Linked DNA regions of Mus musculus: all the other regions are linked to region 3. A link is a contact called in public ChIA-PET, Hi-C and HiChIP or PLAC-seq data. All regions are on one chromosome and are shown on one strand. The core of a region is the stretch at or near the end of the contact, and the rest is flanking DNA. Distances in the headings are between cores, read along the strand shown. Region 1 has its middle 74 kb from the start of Gm31869. Region 2 holds the start of Suco (SUN domain containing ossification factor). Region 3 holds the start of Tnfsf4 (tumor necrosis factor (ligand) superfamily, member 4). Region 4 has its middle 7.7 kb from the start of Gm31869. Region 5 holds the start of Cenpl (centromere protein L). Region 6 has its middle 54 kb from the start of Gm31869.

Region 1 (3,309 bases), core at 499-2,998, 300 kb before region 3:
AGAGGCAACCTGGGCGGGGTTGGGGGTGGGGGGGATGAGAAAGCATAATTTGAAGAGCCAGGAAATAGCTTTGTCTGTGTTATCACCTTCCTCCTCCTCCCCCTCCTCCTCCTCCCTCCTCCTCCCTCCTCCCCCTTCCTCCTCCTCCTTCCTCTTCTTCCTCTTCCTCCTCCTCCCCTCCTCCTCCTTCCTCTTCTTCCTCTTCCTCCTCCTCCTTTCTCCTCCTCCTTCTTCTTCCTCCTCTTCCTCCTCCTCCTTTCTCCTCCCTCCTCTTCCTCCTCCTTTCTCCTACTTCCTCCTCCTCCTTTCTCCTCCTTCCTCCTTCTCTTCCTCCTCCTTTCTCCTCCTTCCTCCTCTTCCTCCTTTCTTCTCCTTCCCCCTCTTCCTCCTCCTTTCTCCTCCTTCCTCCTCTTCCTCCTTTCTTCTCCTTCCCCCTCTTCCTCCTCCTTCCTCCTCCTTTCTCCTCCTTCCTCCTCTTCCTCCTCCTCCTGGTTTGTTTGGGTTTTTTCATTTTTTGTTTGTTTGTTTTTCCAGACAGGATTTCTCTGTGTATCCCTGACAGTCTTACAGTCATGAAACTTTCTCTGTAGACCAGGTTTGTCTCAAATTCACAGAGATCTGCCTGCCTCTGTCTCCTGAGTGCTGGGGTTAAAAGCACCACCACCTCCACCTTTAAGAAAAAAAAAACTTTTTAAAATCCATTCTTGGGTTCTATTGCTTCCCACATTTTCCCCAAATATTATGAAAAACTTAAGTTTTTAAGTGACTTACTACCTCTCTTACCCATTCCAGGAAGGAGGAACGTTACTAGCGCCACTTAGATTTTCAATGAACACATATGGACTCCTGGTAATAAAATATGAAAATAGAATCTCTTTCCCCTCCTGAAATTTGTGTCTCTTTCTTTATACAGTGAAGGAATTTGGGGGCTGGGAAGAGGTTGTGGTGATAAAGGAAGGAAGGTATCCAATGAGGATGCCCCATTATCCCAGATTACCATACAGTCTGGGTTAAAACATCTCTGATCTGGCAAAATTGTAAATAGCGGTTTCTGCTCCACAGCCCACAGGGCCCTGTGTTTGGATGAGGCGTCCACACTAAGAACACACGTGACAAGATTAACCAAGAGCAGAAATGGAAAAACTACAGTGACAGCCGTCATGACCATTCCTTGTTGGGCTCTTCTCAGGTAAGACATGCTTCCTTGAGTGACATATCTGCTCTGTACTTGCCCCTATTTACTACTTCATTGGAGAGAGCAGCATCCGTCCGTCCGTTCGTCCGTCTGTGTTCATATGTCTGTAGTGTTCATCTCCTTTACATCATTCCCTTTGGTTTCCAGTGCTTTCCTGTTAACTGAAGTGGTTATGGCTACCATGGGTGTTCAGTTAAAAGAGGTTAGGTATTTGCAGAGAAACTTAGCTTAGAGGTTGGCCCCCAGGGGTACTCAATGTGGTGCCTACGTGGAGTACCTAAGGTGCAGACGAGGTGTGACTTTTGTGTTCTCTGCTGGCCTTCTCCCTCCCATGTTTCAGTTGAGTGGGGACCGGACTGTAACAGATTTGGTTTTGGGTGGCATTTGTTACTTGTTGCTGGATCACTGTTTCGATGGGGGAAGTGTCAAAAGACTGCAGGGGTAGCAGACCGTGCCCCCTTTGACATTATTACTCATTCCTTGAGTGGAAAACGTCATCTGGTGTCAGTTCCCCCATTTTTCAATGTATTGAAGTTGGCTACATCTTTGCTGTCAGTCAAGCAGAAAGTAGAGACTTCACCAACTCCAGGATGGGGGGTAGTGGGGTGGTGGGTTTCCTCTGATCTCTTTCTTTTCAGTATTTGTTTTGTGACTTGAGACCTGCCTGATGCTTCAAACAGCCAGGCTGAATTGTTTTTGTCCCAGCTTCATGGTGAAAGACCTTTTATTTGAAATGTTTGAGACTCTTACAGGACCTTTGGGCCCCAGAAGAGTGCATCGACATAAAGACGCGTTGGTTTCAGTTTCTGCCTGTTATCCCGTGACATTAAGGCCCAGGGTAAACTGTCTCAGTTTTGTTTTTATGGGTCCCAGGGTCTCCTTATCTTTCTCCCAGCACTTTCATGCGTGAGACCATTTTCCATCTGCATTTTATTTGATCTTCTATGTTAGCTCGGTGTTTTGGTTAGAATTGGGAGGGATCTTTCATTTCGTTTCCAAGAGTGGAGGCATGTCTCATCACAGACTCAGGTTTCCCACAGCCCGTGATGTCAGGTAGTAAATGGTCTCGTGGCCTGTGACTGTGAAGTGACAGTTAGCTGGTACAAACATGGTTGCTGTTTGGTTTTTTAAAATTTTTCTTCTGCTAGTCACTTAAAACACCTATGCACTCTTGAGTATTGCACATGCCAGCACTATGTGTGGGATACTGCGGACTAAGTCCTCTCACACACAATGGCAAACACCAGCTTCCTTTTTTTTGTGTGGCATGCCTTGGGTCTAGCATGCTTAAGAACACATTCTGGGAAAGGCTGTTTAGGATAAAGACTTAATTCATGATTTGAAAAAAAATCTAGAGCGAGGTTCTGTGTTGTCTCTTTGTATTATGCTCACAGGGGCATCGTGGCTCATTTGCATACTATCTGGGACAGGTCTGCTCAGCAAGGCATGGTCAAAAGCCAGTGTAGGTCAACCGAGTCCATGCCCGAGTCTACACTGTGACCCATTGCATTTACCATCCTAGTATCTGAGAACAGATCTGAGTTGCTATCAGACTCAGTCATGCCTGGTGCCTTGTAGGGTCATGTCACCTGGTGTCCTGTTCTCCTCCAGTTCTTCAAGCCTTGCTCAACTGTTTCTTCTCGGTGAAGCTCATGACAATGGCAGTATCTAAAATTGAACACAGCATCCTCCACACTCCCAGCAACCCAGGCTCTTCCCTCCACAGAGTTTATCTTTTGTATAGATTTACTGCTTAGGTAACTATTTGTTTTGTTTCTTCCCCTTGTCCCTTAAGTCCATAAAGGCAAAGACTTTAAAAAAATTAATTGTTGCATCCCAAATGCCAATAAATGATCTGGCACAGAATAGATGCTTGCTGCATGAATGTCATTGATTGAACAAATATGTGCGTCCATCACACTAATGATTTTATAATTAAGGGCAGCACACTCGGGTGTTCTGAAATAGCTTATGGTGACAGCTGTAGGGTTGTCAGTCTGAGCCCAGATCTTGACGAGTTGCCTTCACCACCGTCATCACCTAATTCTTCTGGGGGTTTTCAAGGGATGTTTCCTGTGTACTTGCAAAAAATTTCCCACTCTCTTCAGGAAGCG
Region 2 (3,245 bases), core at 592-3,091, 480 kb before region 3:
CCCGGCTTTTTCTTTTATATAAAACATAACACCTGGGTAAATGTCAAGGAGGAATTGCACAGTCGCCAAAATATGGAAGCAACCTAGGGATCCATTGATAAAGAAAATACAGTATATTTATTTACACATTAAACTATAAAAAGAACGAAATCTTGTCATTAGTTGTAACACAGATGAAATTGGAGAATGTTGTGTAAAATCAGAGGTAGAAATACAAATGCCGTGTAGTCTCTCTTATACATGAAAATTAAGATAATTTCAAAGATGAGAACAGAATAGTGTTCACAGATCTCAGGAGTTAAGGGTGGGAGAAGTGGAGGAGGTTAATGGGTATGGCGGTGCAGATAGATGAGAGGAACTGAAAATAAAATAAAATAAAATAGGAAGGGAATGACTGCTCCTGGGCATGGTAGAGGAGGTTTATACAAGGGAGACATAGCCAGAGACAGGGGCATCTGGACGAGTCCAGAGTGAATACGAACCTGAGCAGGGGCCATGTGAGGAAAGTGGAGGAGGCAAGGAGAGCCAGGAGACCAGGAGATCAAGAGGCCAGGAGGGTAAAGGGCAGACCAAAAGGGCCAGGTAACCAAAATGGCTGGATTATATAGGGAAGGGTGCATGAGGGAATGGCTGCCCAGCCCCTGGGCTGGAGAAGTTTGGAGTAGGGGCTGATGAGAAGAATCCTGCAACTAACTGGTAGAGACTGAAGAATGCTGGGAGAACGTGGCAGCCAGTTCTGCTTTGATATGTTAAATAGGCACACGGGAGACTTAGAGGAAGGAACTGCTATACTAAGAGGCCAAAAGTCTAGTCTCTTCCAACTGCTGTCTTTCAGGATCAGTAAGCTACTTGAAGAGATGTCTGGCAGTAGCCACAAAGCATTCTGAGATTGCACACCAACGCTCCCTAAGTAGGATTCTGGGCCTCAGCTTTTTACAGATTTTGGGGTCTCCATCTGTGAACACCACTTCTTTTTTTTTTTCTTGTTCACAGCAAGTATGTGTAGGAGTTCGCTTTCTCTGCTTCCAGACGCCGAGAGTCCGTAGTGTCTTTTCTGCCTTGCAGCAGCAAACCCACAGCCCGAAATTAAAAGAACAAAAAAGAACACTAAAGCTCTATCTTAGGAATCTGGCGGGCAGGTAGGAATTCTCACTTAGGTGAAAGAAAAGCTCAGTCCTTCCCAGCCAATCATGTGAGAGGAAACGTTGACACGCCTCTTTCTACCTTCCAATCATCATCTACCTCAGTAAGCCCGACCCACTGCCGGTAAACCGACTTTTAAATTGCATTAGCATGCTTTCTCCTGACCCTCTCCAGTCATTCCAGGCCGTTCCATGACTGTGCTCCAAGGAAGAATTATAGACTTAACAATGACAAATGACAAAGCTAGTCAGTCTGAAGGTGAGAAGTGAAAGTGTAAAACTCGAGAACCAAACCCGCGAGTTCTACGGAGGAAAAAAAAAAAAGGCGGGTTCGGGCAGGAGGACTACAAGCCCCAGATACCCGTGCGCGGAGGCGGCGCGTGCCAGCGAGAGTGGGCAGGCCATTGAAAGGCGGAAGACCGAGGGTTACAGGACTTCCTGTTCGAGCGCCAGCGAGTGGGTGGGACCTGCGCAGGTTGGGCGGCGGTTGTGGCGTTTTGGAGCTTTGTCAGCGGAGGGGGCGTGGCCCGCGCTGTGACTTGTGGAGCGCGAGCCGAGAGGGACGTGGGTGACGCGTCTCCTTCCACCCAGCTCAGTGGAGTGCGAGGTGCGCTGGCCCGGCCGGGGATTGGCTGCTGAGAGGCGAGTACGCGGCGGCCGTTGGTCGCCGGCAGCACGGAGCGAGGGCCCGGGCGGGCGGGGCGGGGATGGGGAGGCAGTGGCGGCGAAGGCCGGAGGAGGCGGGCGCGGGCGAGCGGGCAGACAGAGCGGCGGCGGCGGCAGTCTCCCGAGCGCTCCTGTGAAGCGTCCCTATTCCCGTTGCCGTGGGCCTCTCGGGGAGGCCATCCGGGACGCGAGCCGCTGCGGAACCGCTCCCCAAGCCCCACTGCTCTTCGGACTCTCGGTCCCATCCTCGCGTTTCTGCTCCGGCTCCTCCATCTTGGCCTCGACAGTGGCTGCTGTGGGGAGGATGTGCCGCCTCCTGGCAGGGGGAAGAAGGAGGAGAAGATGAAGAAGTACCGGCGGGCCTTGGCCCTGGTCTCCTGCCTCTCTCTCTGCTCTCTAGTCTGGTGAGTAAGGGGCCGGCCTCTGGGGACTTCCCGTGGGGATGAAAGAGGGAGTAGGTCGGGTCACACCCCCAAATCATCTCGGCTTTTTGGGTTGCTTGGTGCTCCTGCTCCTAAGCCAGGGACACAGCGGCCACCCAGCTCTTCCTCTTGTGGTTTACGAGTTGTGTTTTGGAATTTGCAGAGTTCCAGCAGGGAGAGAAGGGGATATTGGGGATCACTTTTTGCCTTTGTACTCGGGTACCCCATCACCGCAGTTAGGGCAGTTTGGGTAGTGTTCAGAAAGCTAGTGAGTGAGTTACTCAGTTTTGCTGTCAGTTCATTTGCTTTCGTTATGAGGTAAGGGCAGGGGCGAGTCAGGTGTGATGTGTTCCGGACCTGTGATTTTGAAAACGTGAGTCGTCATGAGGGTAAGAGTAATGTCTAAACTGTTGTTCTTCTGGTCAGGTCTTGCACAATCTTGACCAATAGTACTTTTGGGGCTGCTCCTTGAAACCCTGCGGCGTGGGGCGGGCGGGATCCCTGATGAAGCCCTTTTTCGGTTAGCCTGGTGGGAGAGGATTATCACAGATGTGGAGTCAGCCATAGTTTTGGGGCATGTTCTTTGGCACTAGAAAGGAAACGGTTTTTGCGACCCGCTCTGTCCCTTTCTCTGAAGTTCTATGGAGTTCAAGTTAATTTCAAGCACATCTCTGGATGTCCAGGAGCAGACATAGCTTATGAACCAAAGGATTGCTAAAGGTGTACTTGGAAAAGCCATTCTTTCTGAAGGAATTCCCAAAGAGCCTTGAGACTTGGTGACTGAAAGTGATGGCCTTTGTGTTAAAGAGATTTTGCTTCTTATACTAAAATCTAAACACACTTTCTTATTTACCTTATGTCTTCAAAGCGCCAGTAATAATTCCCTTTTTTTTATGGGTGTAATGGAATCCAGAGGTGCTCAAGTTGTAGAGTTGTTGCTCACATAGAATAATATATTAATATGGGCTCAAGAAAACACTTGTCTGAGAAAATCTGACTGGAAAGACTGTATTTC
Region 3 (3,292 bases), core at 407-2,906:
GATGACTTGAAGAAAGGACCCGAATTCTTACCATGCCTGGGGGAGAATGTCCACGGAGGTCCCAGACACCAGCGGCTCACCCCGTGTTTCACTTTTTGCTCTCTCCTGCCCCTGCCTGATACTCTATGTGCCTTGTTACCCTAGACTGGGGTCTTAGGTCCTTCTCATCCCACCGAGTGAGGAAACACACGGCCCTGTGGTTGTTTGAAAAGTCTCAAGACTCCCAGACCTATCCAAGGCTCGCAGCTGGTCTATTTTTGGTTACTCTGTTTGCTTTCTTTAAAAAGCCTGATTCCGGTCTGTGTCTTAGACATCCTACCGTGAACAAATTACTCTACCCTAGCACCTTCTCCCCCAAAGTGCCTACAAAATTTCCATCCACCGCCCTACACAGAGAGCTATGTGGAGTGGAGAGAAGAGGACCGGGCTGCTGCTGCTCTAATTGGCCAAGCAGGCTTGAGCCCCACACCAGTTTGCCGGCCCAAGGGACAAGCACAGTACAAGGTTCAGCCCTCGAGAACACATACGCTCCCAACAGCTTCTAGTTATCAAAACCGCACTTCCTGTACACAGAGACATGCCCAGGCCTTTGCCCGGACTGCTCGTCGTATCCTGGTTTAATTTGACGTAGCTGTGTCTCTGATATGGCCATGAAAAAGACCTTCCATTCTGTCTGTCATCCACCATGGATTTGCTGACATAAAGCAACCACTATGGAAACAAGAATTATGAGGCCAGATCCAACATGGAATTCTGGGGAGACCTGCGGTTGAACACTTAAAGAACATACGAGCAAACAAAACTATGAGATTAAGTGATTGATGTAAACGGCTGAGCCAACAAATGTGCACACACATTGCTGCAGGTCGGTGATAGGAAAGGACTTAATCCTGAAACCTTCAAAAAAAAATTTAAGAACCAGATCCCCTTGAATATCTGCAGACTCATGAACGCGGTGGGAAGTAAAACGGGTCCGTTATTTGTCTTTCTTTTATACTGATTCCCCGATCAGACACATTACTACCAGGATGGATAGAGAAATATCAGTAGCCCAAAGCTTCAGGGTGACAGCTCATTAAGATACATCAGGGATTTTGCCTTGCAAAACAAACAAACAAAAACCATTAGAAGCAGGGCCCCTCTGCCCTTTACTCCACCCTAGCACTGCTACTGTTAAAATAGGAAGGAAAGGAGACACCAAAGGATATTTGACCACACTTTACAATCTCTTGGTGGCAGGGGCAGGGACTGAACAGTTTTACCATTAGATCCTTTACAGGTGACTGCAGCTGTTGCAGTTGGCGCTCAGCCAGAGCTGGAGGAAAAGCAGCGCCCACTGGTGCATCTTACCGGAGAGGAAGAGAGTTGCAGGCAGACATAGATGAAGCACAGAAGCATCCCTGCTCCCTTGATCCCAGAGACCACCAGCCTTAGCGTCTTCTTCCACTTGAATCTTGGCCTTGATCCGTTTTCCAGATTCTCATCCAGGGGTTGAACCCCTTCCCCTTCCATCTCTGCAGTCGGGGTGCAGAGGAGATACAGCTGTGGCGGGGAACCTGGGGGAAGACTGCTCTTCACCACAAAGGAGCCAATAAGGGCAAAGTCAAGCCTGCGGGTCAGAAGATAAAGGTCCCAGAACAGGAGACAAAAAGCAATTGAAGGAGCAGAGCAGAGTCTCTTCGTTTTAACTCTGCAGGTTTTGCAGGCGGGGGAACTTCTATGTGACTAATCTGAATTTCCCCTTTACTTTCTTTCTTTTTTTTTTTCCCTCCGGGCTAACAGGGAGTTGTTTTTGTGGCATCCCAGTTATGAATTGAGTGACTTCGAAATGACATTCACAAACGTGTGCTCTGAAGTTTTTTATTGCACCGGTAATGATAGATAAAGATCACCCTTTTTTTTTTTTTAAAGCAGCTTACTTACCAATCCCTCAAGATGTCTTAAACCATAGAAGAGATTTGAGGAACATGCTTGCCAGACATCCCTGCTTCTATTGTGCAATTAATCTCCTGGCCCATTTTACAGTTTCAGAATCAAATGCATGCAGGTTATCCTTGAGATGAAAAGGACAAAGAGGAAAATAGAAAGGTGGATTATGCATATAGACATAAAGAAGGGGTCTTATAGTTACATAATACATCACATTAAGCCACATAAACTAATATTTATTGAGCAACTGCTATGTGTCAGACACTGTGTTAAACGCTCTTGCAACTGTCATACTTTCTCATTTCAGGGAAATTCAGCAAATACATGATTAATTTTCAGAATATCAAAAAAGAAGCAGAAGAAAATTCTGTCATTCCCCACCCCACCCTCCGCCTTCACTCCCCTATATATTTTTCCCACACATAACTTTTGCATGAGTAATTCAAGTAACATTTGAGGCTTGTTGCTCTCTTTGAAATGTTGGCTGGACTCAGAGCCTGCTAAGTAAACATATCTTCCCAGGGTTGGAGAAACGACCCAGTGGTTAAGAGCAGGGCTGCTGCTCCAGAAGACGGGGGTTCAGTTCTCTCCCTCTACGTGGTGGCTCAAAACCATCGTAATTGTTCATTCTGGAAGACCTGATGCCTTTTTCCTAACCTCCGTAGGCACCAAGCATGCAAGTGGTGCACACACACAGGCATAAACCCCTTACATTAAAAACAAAACAAAACTTTAAAAATAGATTCTTCCAATAGCCAACTGCTCACCACTTAGCCGTTGTCACTGACATGCACAGTGAAACTAAATGAATGTGAAGTTTTAATGTCAAGTCCAAAATGGCAAAATGTTTATTGAATATGTACTATGAAGTCAATGCTATATAAGTAGCACAGGGATGCTGAACATAATTCTCTCTCAACTTTATGGGAAAGTCTCATGGTTTATCATGGAGCCGTCAACAGATAAAGAAGGAAGTGAGAGAAAAAAATATTCTGAGAGCCAGAAGTGTAAGAAGGTACATGAAACTCACAAATGTGCCACAATTAAAGAATATCACGGATATGAGGCATATTAAAAAGAACATCGAGTTGCAGGACAAGGAAGGTACTTTGCCACAGTAGTCAACTATTTAAACCAGTTGATGCCTACATTATAATAAGGAGGCGTTGCATTTGGAGACCATTGGGAGAGCTAAGGTATGGGTCTTCGAGTAAGAGTCGGACTCAGTTTCACATAGGCTACTCTGCAGCAATGATGTCCTCAGCAAAGCAGGGTGTGAAGAGAGCGGGAAGAAAAATCAGTGTAAACTTCCCACTTGCATAATATGTAACAGTTGTAACCAGTCACTTTTACTAACCAAACC
Region 4 (3,033 bases), core at 70-2,569, 380 kb before region 3:
AAAAGGAAAGGGATTGAATTCGGGCTGAGAAGGCCTGGGTGAGTTCAGCCACGGCCACTTGCTTAACTCTATGTGACTTTAAGTAAGTCCCACGGACGTTGTGAAATTCCTTTTCTTGGTCCTCTATAGAAATGCTGTTGCTGACATGAAAAGGAATCCTTCAGGCCTTGGAAAGGCTGCTGGAGGAGGAGCTGTGGCGCTGTTGTATTTCTCAGTAAGTTTCCTGATCACCACGCTTAGATAAATTCCTCAACAGGTGAGATGGTTTGGCAGGCAAAGGCACTTGCAAACCTAGTGACCTCAGGTCAATTCTCCAGAAAGCACATAAACGTGGGAAGAGGAAACTGACTCTATTAAGTTGTCTTCTGACCTCCACACATGTGTTGTGACATATGTGCCTATATACACATCATACGTGCACGTGCACACACAAACACACACACAGAGCATGTGCTTATACACACGTGTACAGAGACAACTAAGATTTCTTGCTCATTAATATTTTCATAAGACCCATATAAGAAAATCTCATCAACTATACAAACTACCTGTTATAAGAAACAGACAGAAAAATAATCTTCTGAAGTGTGAAAGTAAAAGAATACTATTTCATATTAACCATAGTCTTTAAAATCATTTTATTATTTGTTTTTACTTTAAGTATGTCATTATACATATAAGAGCAACTGGCTTATTCAGATTCTTTACTCATAATTGAGATATTGGATATCTTATGTGTTCATTATATACAAAGTCTACTATGATTAGCCACATTTTAATTAGCATATAAATAATGGTACTCATAACATATTCATAGATTCATATCATGTACTTCACTTATATTAATTTCCAGTTACCATCTTATGTTCCTCTCTCTCCTTTCCTGCCGGTCCCCTTAGCTCCTTCTGTTTTCTATTCATAAGTGTGTACATATATTTAAGTCTTTGTCCTCAATCTGAAATAAAACATTATAGTTGTCTATTTGACTTTCTGAGTCTGGTTTATTTTGCTTACCATGACAACCTAAAGCTGTATTCCTTTTCCTGCAGATATGATTAGCCATCTTGATGACTGTGTCTTTTCATTCTGAAATACAATTTTAAGAGATGACATTTAAATATTTAATTTCAATAACGGGACATTTAAGCTTAGTGCTACCCTTGATAGCTGCCTCCTTCATTAAACTTGGGATCACTTCAGGAGATGTGAGCTGCCAAGGGGATCCCCCTCTTTCCAGTAGCAGCCTGTCATAGAGGGACTAGAACCTCTTCGTTCTCATGTTGCAGCCCCACTTTCTGTGGGTGAACGAACCACTTCAAAGACTATGTGAAGTTTTGGTAAGAGACACGACGATGGTATCAAGTTTTAAAGTGTTCAAATACGTAAGGCATGCAAGACAAGAACCCTAGCCAATGAGACAACAGCTACTTGTTGGAGTTTCCAAGGCTTTTAATGGCATGGATAGATCTTTTGGGTTTGTTTGTTCTAGAGCTTATCCTCCATCCTGCTCCAACCCAACTCTGTTCTTGCTCCACTTCCAATCTGTAGAAGAAAATGCATACATTTTTTTTTTTTGGAAGGAGGTTCATGGAGCTATAAAGAGACTATCTCTAGCCTCAAGTAAATGGATAATATGCTAGATCTTCCCCAAAGAGATTAAAGTCTAGACTGAAGTGACCTTAGATTCATTGAGAAGAGACAACACTCTTTAGATGGTGAGAAAGAGACAGAGGTGTTAAACAGAACTCTGAAGTGTGAGCTGGAATGGAAGAATTATCTCAACCTCAGCATCCTTTTTGCGTCGTTTAGGTGGCCTTATTCTGGTTTCTACGAAATTCAGAAGACTTCTGCAGAGGTCTGGATAGGGTGATGAAAAGAAGAAACCAGCAAGGCTTGATTCTGCTGAAGCTCCCTTTAGAGTTGTGCTCTTGGGCCTTGTTGCTGACTAGGCTGGCCAGCCAGCTTTTCCAACCTGTCCAATGAATATGAAGATTGCTTCTGTTTCTAGCAGAGAATGTAACCAGGAGTCGAGGTGAGCACACAATAGATCCATGCTTGATTAGGAATGCTTTTTCTGCCTTAAAGCCAAATTTGTGTTTATGGTTCACTGAGTGGTTAAGTAGATCAACTTTTAATTGAAGAGTGATATAACATTTACCACAAGGCTTATTATGGCCCTCAAATCATGATGTATGTACATAGCAAGATTGCATTGCTTCCCTTTAAGCAAGAGTTATAGAAAGTGCCTATATTTAGGTCAGGTCATACCCATAACAACCCCCTTAGCCAAACATTACTGACTCCAGCTTGTGAGAAAGCAGAGAAGTGATAACTTCTCAATGGCCATGGAGTATCAGTTAGAACTCAAGACTAGGCTTGTCAGATCTGAAGACTGTTAGCCACATATCAGTTTGCCTTCTGTCCTCATTATAATTATCAGTATTCAGTTATTTAACGACTATTTGTTAAGTACATGCTAGGAGTCAAGCATTGTTTGGAGGGTGGAATGGCGAACATAATAATGATTATTCTTTTATTAATTTGTATCTTGGGTCCTGGGGAGCAAACCCAGCCCAGTGCATTTGCTAGGCAAGTATTCTTACCACTAAGTACACCCACAAAGTCTCATTCGTTCTTATGAAACTTATCCTTAAATGGGGTTCCAAAGCTGTGTTTTAAAAAAAAAACTAAACAAGAAAATAAACACGTAATCCCAGAAATGGTTAGGCAACAATAAGCTCTATTTTGAGAATTAAAATAGAAATAAACTAACAAGAGACTAGACGATGGCATTAGAGAAAAGACTCTGAAGGAGAAAGATAACGAGGCTGTATGTGAACACAGTCAAAATGAATGATATGGATGCATTTATACAGTTAGTATATGCTAGTGATTATAACAGAGTATCATTTAAAAAGACAGTTCAGGGATGAAGATGTAACTGAGGGGGGAGAATGCTTGCAGGAGTTGCTGTATTCCCTTCCTACCACAATAACAGAGTTATAAGATATCATAAAAAGATAACATAGCAAT
Region 5 (3,056 bases), core at 394-2,893, 320 kb after region 3:
GGACTTACAGAAGGACCTTCAGTGGGGGTCAGGAGGAACCAAGAACTGGGGCTGCTGCTACCAGGAGAAGTTCCTTCGGCTCTTATGCCTGTGGAGGTCCCAGGCCAACTTCTGGAAGACATCTTTATCTTTACAGACACCCTTGGCCTTCTCATCAGAGCAGTATTGGGTTTGGCAGGAGAGCTCCTAGTCTTTTTTATTATTTTTGACTTTACAAATTCTTCCTGTCCATAGCAGCCATGCAGGTCCCACTTATCCGAACCCCTCTGTTAAAAATCTTCCATCAACTGAACTTTCCTTCAGAAGGCAGCGTCTTCCCTCTGCCACCACCTCCTCCCGTTCTTCTCCCCACTTGTTTGCTATTTAGATAGGAGTCTTCATCAGTTCTGTTTATACAGAATCTTTCTTTAAAGTAGGCTAACTAGTACAATAACTGCTAAGTATACATTACTTTTCAGGCATGTTTGTAAGCACTTAACAAAGATTAAGCCTTTAACGAATATTCTTTTGTTTGGGGGTGTTTTGTTTATATCGAGTGACAGTCTCTCTGTGTAGCCCAGGTTGGCCTAGAACTCACGGCAATTCTCTTGCCTCAGCCTCCCTAGTCCTGGGACATATCTGGTACTACTGTTCACTCCTCAAACGACCCTATTAGTAAGTACGCTGCTATGTTGCCAGGTGACTGGAGGGAAAGGTTCTACGAATTTCTCAATTCTTCGCCTCCTTTGACTCTTATGCCCGTGGCAAAGGGTCCTATCAGCCTCTTTCTAGTATCCACGGAACTATATCTCTCATCAAATTCTCTTGTACTCAGTTCCTAACACACAACTAAAACTCAGTAGTTTTTCTTGTGGTTAGTCCATGAAGAAAGTCCCTGAGTTAGTCACTGCAATATTGCCACAAAAGTCAACCCACTGCTCCCATACTAACGCTCACGTTGACGTTAGCTTCCGTTTGTACACATCTTAAATACACAAAAGCATTGCAAAGACAACAGTCACACAACAGAAAGAAATGCAGTACACGGCCAGTCGAGGACCCAAAAGCTCTTACCAAAACTATGTCGTAAAGACACTGTCATCCACTCCGGATTCACGAATCATCCTTCAAGTTTTGCTCCAAGACTACGTCGAGACGAAAGGTTTTGGTTTTTTAAGAAGAAGAAAGTGGCCAAAATGACTGCTTAAGAGAGAACCGAAGCAATCCCCGGTGAGTTCAGAAGAGACATCAGGAGTCCTGGAGTGAACCTAGCTTCCCTCAGGCTCGAGCAAGACCTGCGACTTCCCCCGGGAGAGACAGCTCGGCTTCCCAAGCTGCCCGGCTCTATGATCCTCGCTCTTCGGAAGCTGGCGCCGGCCCACGAAAAACAGGGAGTCCCCAAAGACCCTTCTCCGGAGCTCTCCGGGGATCAAAGGTAGACTTGAAAGTTCCGCTCGTCTAGGCGCTTTTCCACACACGCCACGCCCTCCAGTTTAAAATCATTTCCCGACTTGCCCTGCGGCCGACTCGGAAAGCCTCGCCTGTGGCCCTCCGATTTCACGTAACTGAAAGCAACTGAAGTCGTCATTTTAACTGAGGGCAAGGCTTGGAAGGCTTCAATCAATAGCCTCAAATTCCCAATCCCCTATTGCGCCGCGTTGTTCTTCCGTTTTCCAACCGGTGCGAAACTTTCCCGCATACTGCCGCCCACAATAAACATGGCGGAGGCGCCCTCGTCCTGATTGGCCGGAATCCTTGCGTAACTTTGGCGCTCGCCGGGCGTCAGAGGGACTGGCTTGTGGATGTGGTTTGTGTCTGGGTTTGAACCTCAGAGCTGTTTGGATTTGTTCGTCTTCACCTTTCAGGAAAATCCAGGATGGGCCGCCAGGTTTGGGAAAGTTGAAACACGAGGCTGCACCTCCTTATATTTCTGCTTATGCCCTGGTCACCTTCGAGATACGTGGGAATAAAGGGAGGACGCGCGCCTGGTGGCCGGCCTTCCGGCTGGGGCGCTCTGGCACTGGCGCTGCTGTTGAGGCATCTTCGGGGCTCAGCCTTGTTTAATTAAAGTGGGAACTGATGCACTGAAGGAAGCAAAGGCTTTCCCCCTACCCACTCACCTAAGGTCTCTGGAGACCTTGCAGGTCAATCTACTTTGTAGATACTAGAACGTTCAGCGGAGCAGGGTCTGGATGCATTTGCGTGGGAACTAGAATTTTAAGGGTTCCCAGGTATTCCGAAAACCGAGTTTTGAGCACCACCACACCTGCAGCGTGGGATTCGTGATTGTCTCTCCGGATCCCGGGACTTCAACATGTATCTTGGTTTTTGGTTAAGTCGTCTATGCAGGGGTTTATCCAGACCCATCGGGAAGACCATGCGGCCAATCTGGGGTTCTCTTTCCAGAAATCTGGCGTTGAGTTCACAAAGAATTCCAGGTGAAGGCAGCTACGAGCTTCCGCCTGTTTTTGACAGCTTGTTTCCCTGATTCTAACTGCATTTTAATACCAGGTCATTCATTCTCTTGATTAGTTATAATTAAGGTCCCCCCCTTGATTATAAAAAAAAAGTAGATAGCCTGTGTAGTGTATACTATTAGTAGAAAAACTAAAGTAATAATTTAAATAAAATCTTTTCTAATAGTTTATTGATTTACAAATGATTGTTATAAACTATACTTGTACTAAAGTTAAATACTAACTGCACTGTCAAGCAGGTAATTTCTAAAATTATATGTCACTTACCAAAATGGACAGCTACCATTTTATGTCCCTTCAAGTGCTAGTTTATGTACAAGGTTTAGATTTTTAAACAGAAGGCAAAATTTTCCTTTGGGGCAGTTATTTGCTTGGGCCTTGACACTTGTGCAGGTAAACACAATAGGGATATTGTATAATCTAGGCTATTTTATAAACTACATCAGACCTACAAGATGGCTCAGTGGCTTCAGGCACTTCCTGCCAAGCCTGAGTACCAGAGTTGACTCCCAAAACTCACACTGTGAATGGAAGAAGAGAACAGAATCCAACAAGTTGTCCTCTGACTTCCACAGGGGCACCGTGGCATGTGAGCCCACA
Region 6 (3,268 bases), core at 505-3,004, 320 kb before region 3:
TAATTTATTAATGTAGGTTCTTTAGTCGCATGCTGGATAATGCAGTTATCCCAGCTCTTTTTTTTTTTTTTTAAGGAAACTTTACTTTTCAGTTAATTTGTTACTGTCCAAGGAGCTACACAGGTTGTCTTAGAACAGCAGTTTATCTTTGAAAGTAGGGATTCTGGCAACCTGTCAGAAGGGAAAACCAAATAACCAAGCGAAACACAGTTTTGCCTTTCCTTCCAGCTCAGAGTGTCCCCGTGCCTCCCTGAATCCACTGCAGGCTTTGCAAGGTGCTGTCCCTGGTGCAAGCTGGGGAATTCCTTGGTTTTTTCCAACCAATATGCTTTTCTAAGAACTGTCAGCACCCAGTGCAGCAATCTACAACATTCCAACACCGTGATGCTCAGTGGTTTGCTGGCTTGACAAATGCAGAGCCACTTGAGACTGTAGCAGTTTCTTCTTCAACTCTTCATGCCCAGGGCTAGCACAGAGTGAAGGAAGACTAGGCACGATGCCTGGGAGTTTAATTTGCATAGTATTTTAGAAAAATCTGGTATACTAGGAGGGGCTAGGAGAGCTGTTTGCATTAGGGTCGCTGAGGCTAATTGGAGACAGAAGTTGTAGGATTAATATTCCTGAACAGCGTTCAGACAAAGGAATATAAGAGGGGCCATATTGTTGGGTATTAGCAAGGAGCATCACTGAAGTAGAATTATGGTAACTTAGATGCCCGTTAATCTAATTATCAGGTGGGCCACTTTTAGTTTGATCCAATTATAACATCATTCTAATGAGTCATAACTGAGTTTGAAGGGAATATAAGATTTCCTATAGCTTAAGAAGTTGGAAGAACAAAAGAAGACACATGAAAGGTTTTAAGATCGTTTGCCTTTTACTTTCCCAGGGTGAAATTGCATGTAAATAATAAAAATGTAATTGGATTATCTTCTCCGTTTAATAGTTGAGTAAGAGAAATTCCAAATGAACTTAAGAGTTTTTCCCCCAAGACAAAAACTAAAAACATCCTTCTTTAGGAATAAACCTGGAACAAAAAAAAAAAAATTGTAACACCAGGGATGGAAGAGCAGTAGTCATTATAGTTGAGGGCCTTGTAGCTGCCATGGGAGCTACTTGTGTGGTGGGAGCAGGCCTTGCAGTTAGGTGGTTCTCTTAATAGCTGTGTGGGATGAGTGACAACCCTAAGGCTAGAGTTTCTAGTTAAACAGGTCCTCATTCAGTCAGCAGAGCAGGAGACCCTGGGATGCTAGAAAAGAGTTAGTCTTGGGGCCTCTGGAGCGCATGTCAATGCAGTCCAGCTGCTGAGTCAATCGAAGATACCATGGTTACTATTTCTCTTTGGCTAGAGAGTTAGAGTCATAGGTAGATCCCTGTAATAATGAAAAAGTCCTTGGGTCACTTGATTTGATCTATAAAGTAGTAGTTGGCTTTCTTAACAGGTCCTTGATGCTTTGATTTTATTAAAAATAATAATATGAATAATAATAATCTTAGCATTCCCAAGGGAAGATCGTGCTTTGGGTCAGAGAAGCCATCTTTTCTCATGAGGGAGGTGTGTTTGAGCCAGTGTACTCTCTGTGTAAAAGGCCTTCTCAGAGTAGATCAGATAGGACTTGGGGTTTGCGTAGGGGCAGCTCACAGGTGAGAAGCACCTCCTTTGGCTTTGTGTTTGAGTGGGCTGAGCAAGAGGGGAAGGTGGTGAGGAGCCTAACGGGCTTTAGAACATCGGTTTCAGTCCCGTGTGACTGCTTGGCTGCGTGCCCACCTTTTGCTCCATTCGTAACGAAGTTCCACATTCGACCGCTGAGAGCGTTCTCACATACAGATCCTGTTTACATAAGAACTTTGATCAGACACCCACAGTCACATGAGAACTTTAAATACATCCTGGAAGGGTATCCTCTAGACACTCTTGTTTCTTAATATTTTGAACAACAACAACAACAAAAATCTTGCTCTGCTTTCAAGACTCTGAATTTCTAAAATGAATTCAGCTCACACTGAACTATTCATTATTCAGTGTGCCATGCTGTGGCCAGTTAAACTGTCTTGTATTGCTGCAAGATTTGGTGGTAGTGATTAAGCATAAATTTTAATCAAAAAACAGAATTAGTAAAAGTATACTACTGACTTTTCTACATCAGAATTCTCTCTCTCTCTCTCTCTCTCTCTCTCTCTCTCTCTCTCTCTCTCTCTCTCCCACACACATCTTTTCTATATCCCTCTTTAAACCAGAAAGAAATGCTCAACACATTTGCTATTCAAAAATGGGACATTGTTTTTCTCCCTTAACTCCTTTGCTGGAGTAGCTGCATGGTTTCTTTTGAAGCTCTCCACTTAAATTCCCCAAGAATTCCAGGGTTTACCCGGCACAGAGAAGGACGGTGCTAAATATAGAAACCACTGGAGATCACTTCCTCACACCACCACTTGTGTGCACGCCTGGAGATCCAGCCAGGACATCTTCCCAGCAGGGTTCATTTGTCCCTTACAACAGTAGTGCCTGTGGTTGTCATGAACTCTTGTTTTCTGTCTTTCTTTCTTTCTTTCTTTCTTTCTTACTTTCTTCCTTCCTTCCTTCCTTTCTTTCTTTCTTTCTTTCTTTCTTTCTTTCTTTCTTTCTTTCTTTCTTTCTTTCTTTCTGTTTTGGGATTCCCACGCACAGCACATCCTGTGGCAAAAGCTTAGCAAGGTTGCGATCTGGTTGCATTCTAACTTATCTCCCTCAAAGACTGGACTTCCTATTCCTGTTTATACCTGTGCCCATTACCAGCTAAGTGGCTGCACTATGCTTTTCAAACCTTGTCTTTTATTTCTTTTTTCTTATAAAAGTATAGCTGTGAAAGATGAAGTATTTCTGGTAAAGACATTTTCCTTTCCTTCTGGTTGAGGAAGGTTTTGTTCTCCAGCCTTCTTTGCATCTGGGGATGATACTGAATATATATGTGTGTGTATATATATATATATATATATATATATATATATATATATATATATATATATATATATACACAGAGAGAGAGAGAGAGAGACAGAGAGATACAGAGAGCACATGGGGGCTCATGCCTTACTTTTACCTGGCCTGGCACAGGAAGAGCTCCTGTGAGATCTTCTATATATTCTTCGTGAAGTTGAAGTGCAAGATTAAAGCATGGTAGCATCACAAGTTAAGGCCATCCTGAACCCTGAGCCACTGTATAGAGGTAAGCTATAAGAGATCAACCTACCTTAGATCTGTGTAAATGAGAAATGAGTTTTTATTTTG

Evidence for each region. Hi-C and Micro-C count contacts between places; a contact is called where the count stands out from the background. ChIA-PET counts read pairs in DNA pulled down with a chosen protein or histone mark. HiChIP or PLAC-seq counts read pairs in DNA pulled down with a chosen protein or histone mark.
Region 1: a Hi-C map of CD8 T cells shows a contact between it and region 3, with 4 times the contacts expected there. The contact joins the enhancer-like site here to the promoter of Tnfsf4 in region 3. A contact is called at or near these places in 26 of 39 promoter capture datasets (the 3T3-L1 cell line, 3T3-L1-derived adipocytes, the C10 cell line and 15 more), 10 of 15 datasets of contacts at CTCF or cohesin (CD8 T cells, the G1E-ER4 cell line, the NIH/3T3 cell line and 5 more), 260 of 484 Hi-C or Micro-C datasets (the 3T3-L1 cell line, 3T3-L1-derived adipocytes, the 63-12 cell line and 127 more), 29 of 115 datasets of contacts at active chromatin or transcription factors (the 230-238 cell line, CD8 T cells, PVALB interneurons and 22 more) and 6 of 9 other capture datasets (adipose tissue, bone marrow-derived macrophages, embryonic stem cells and 3 more).
Region 2: an RNA polymerase II ChIA-PET map of memory CD8 T cells shows a contact between it and region 3, with 148 read pairs. The contact joins the promoter of Suco here to the promoter of Tnfsf4 in region 3. A contact is called at or near these places in 2 of 39 promoter capture datasets (hippocampal neurons and stem cell-derived epiblast-like cells), 1 of 115 datasets of contacts at active chromatin or transcription factors (memory CD8 T cells) and 1 of 9 other capture datasets (liver).
Region 4: a contact with region 3 is called in a BATF HiChIP or PLAC-seq map of CD8 T cells, with 9 read pairs. The contact joins the enhancer-like site here to the promoter of Tnfsf4 in region 3. A contact is called at or near these places in 6 of 39 promoter capture datasets (the 3T3-L1 cell line, 3T3-L1-derived adipocytes, cranial neural crest and 3 more), 2 of 115 datasets of contacts at active chromatin or transcription factors (CD8 T cells and microglia) and 3 of 9 other capture datasets (adipose tissue, embryonic stem cells and liver).
Region 5: an RNA polymerase II ChIA-PET map of memory CD8 T cells shows a contact between it and region 3, with 6 read pairs. The contact joins the promoter of Cenpl here to the promoter of Tnfsf4 in region 3. A contact is called at or near these places in 1 of 484 Hi-C or Micro-C datasets (the G1E-ER4 cell line) and 1 of 115 datasets of contacts at active chromatin or transcription factors (memory CD8 T cells).
Region 6: a contact with region 3 is called in a BATF HiChIP or PLAC-seq map of CD8 T cells, with 16 read pairs. The contact joins the enhancer-like site here to the promoter of Tnfsf4 in region 3. A contact is called at or near these places in 18 of 39 promoter capture datasets (3T3-L1-derived adipocytes, the C10 cell line, the HPC-7 cell line and 12 more), 2 of 15 datasets of contacts at CTCF or cohesin (CD8 T cells and the NIH/3T3 cell line), 2 of 484 Hi-C or Micro-C datasets (the G1E-ER4 cell line and bone marrow-derived macrophages), 9 of 115 datasets of contacts at active chromatin or transcription factors (CD8 T cells, a beta-TC-6 cell line, bone marrow-derived macrophages and 6 more) and 4 of 9 other capture datasets (adipose tissue, embryonic stem cells, liver and 1 more).

Annotation. Positions count from the first base shown.
Region 1 is chr1:161,692,305-161,695,613 of GRCm38.p6, reverse strand. No RefSeq gene overlaps it. Among named protein-coding and RNA genes, the nearest start is that of Gm31869, 74 kb to the left of the region's middle. Within about 2 kb of position 1,748, at least 10 of the 459 cell types and tissues checked have an H3K27ac peak or open chromatin away from gene starts, as enhancers often do. A contact at or near this core is called in the 63-12 cell line, CD8 T cells, the CH12 cell line and 4 more, where this site is marked.
Region 2 is chr1:161,875,278-161,878,522 of GRCm38.p6, reverse strand. Suco (SUN domain containing ossification factor) reads left to right here and starts at 1,841. Exons shown (of 24, transcript NM_001357402.1): 1 at 1,841-2,212. The coding sequence starts at 2,151.
Region 3 is chr1:161,393,802-161,397,093 of GRCm38.p6, reverse strand. Tnfsf4 (tumor necrosis factor (ligand) superfamily, member 4) reads right to left here and starts at 1,656. Exons shown (of 3, transcript NM_009452.2): 1 at 1,351-1,656. The coding sequence starts at 1,512.
Region 4 is chr1:161,773,652-161,776,684 of GRCm38.p6, reverse strand. No RefSeq gene overlaps it. Among named protein-coding and RNA genes, the nearest start is that of Gm31869, 7.7 kb to the right of the region's middle. Within about 2 kb of position 1,319, at least 22 of the 459 cell types and tissues checked have an H3K27ac peak or open chromatin away from gene starts, as enhancers often do. A contact at or near this core is called in CD8 T cells, where this site is marked.
Region 5 is chr1:161,069,354-161,072,409 of GRCm38.p6, reverse strand. Cenpl (centromere protein L) reads right to left here and starts at 1,643. Exons shown (of 5, transcript NM_001159930.2): 1 at 1,054-1,643. Dars2 (aspartyl-tRNA synthetase 2 (mitochondrial)) reads left to right here and starts at 1,750. Exons shown (of 17, transcript NM_172644.4): 1 at 1,750-2,417. The coding sequence starts at 2,294.
Region 6 is chr1:161,711,632-161,714,899 of GRCm38.p6, reverse strand. No RefSeq gene overlaps it. Among named protein-coding and RNA genes, the nearest start is that of Gm31869, 54 kb to the left of the region's middle. Within about 2 kb of position 1,754, at least 59 of the 459 cell types and tissues checked have an H3K27ac peak or open chromatin away from gene starts, as enhancers often do. A contact at or near this core is called in CD8 T cells, effector CD8 T cells, hematopoietic stem and progenitor cells and 2 more, where this site is marked.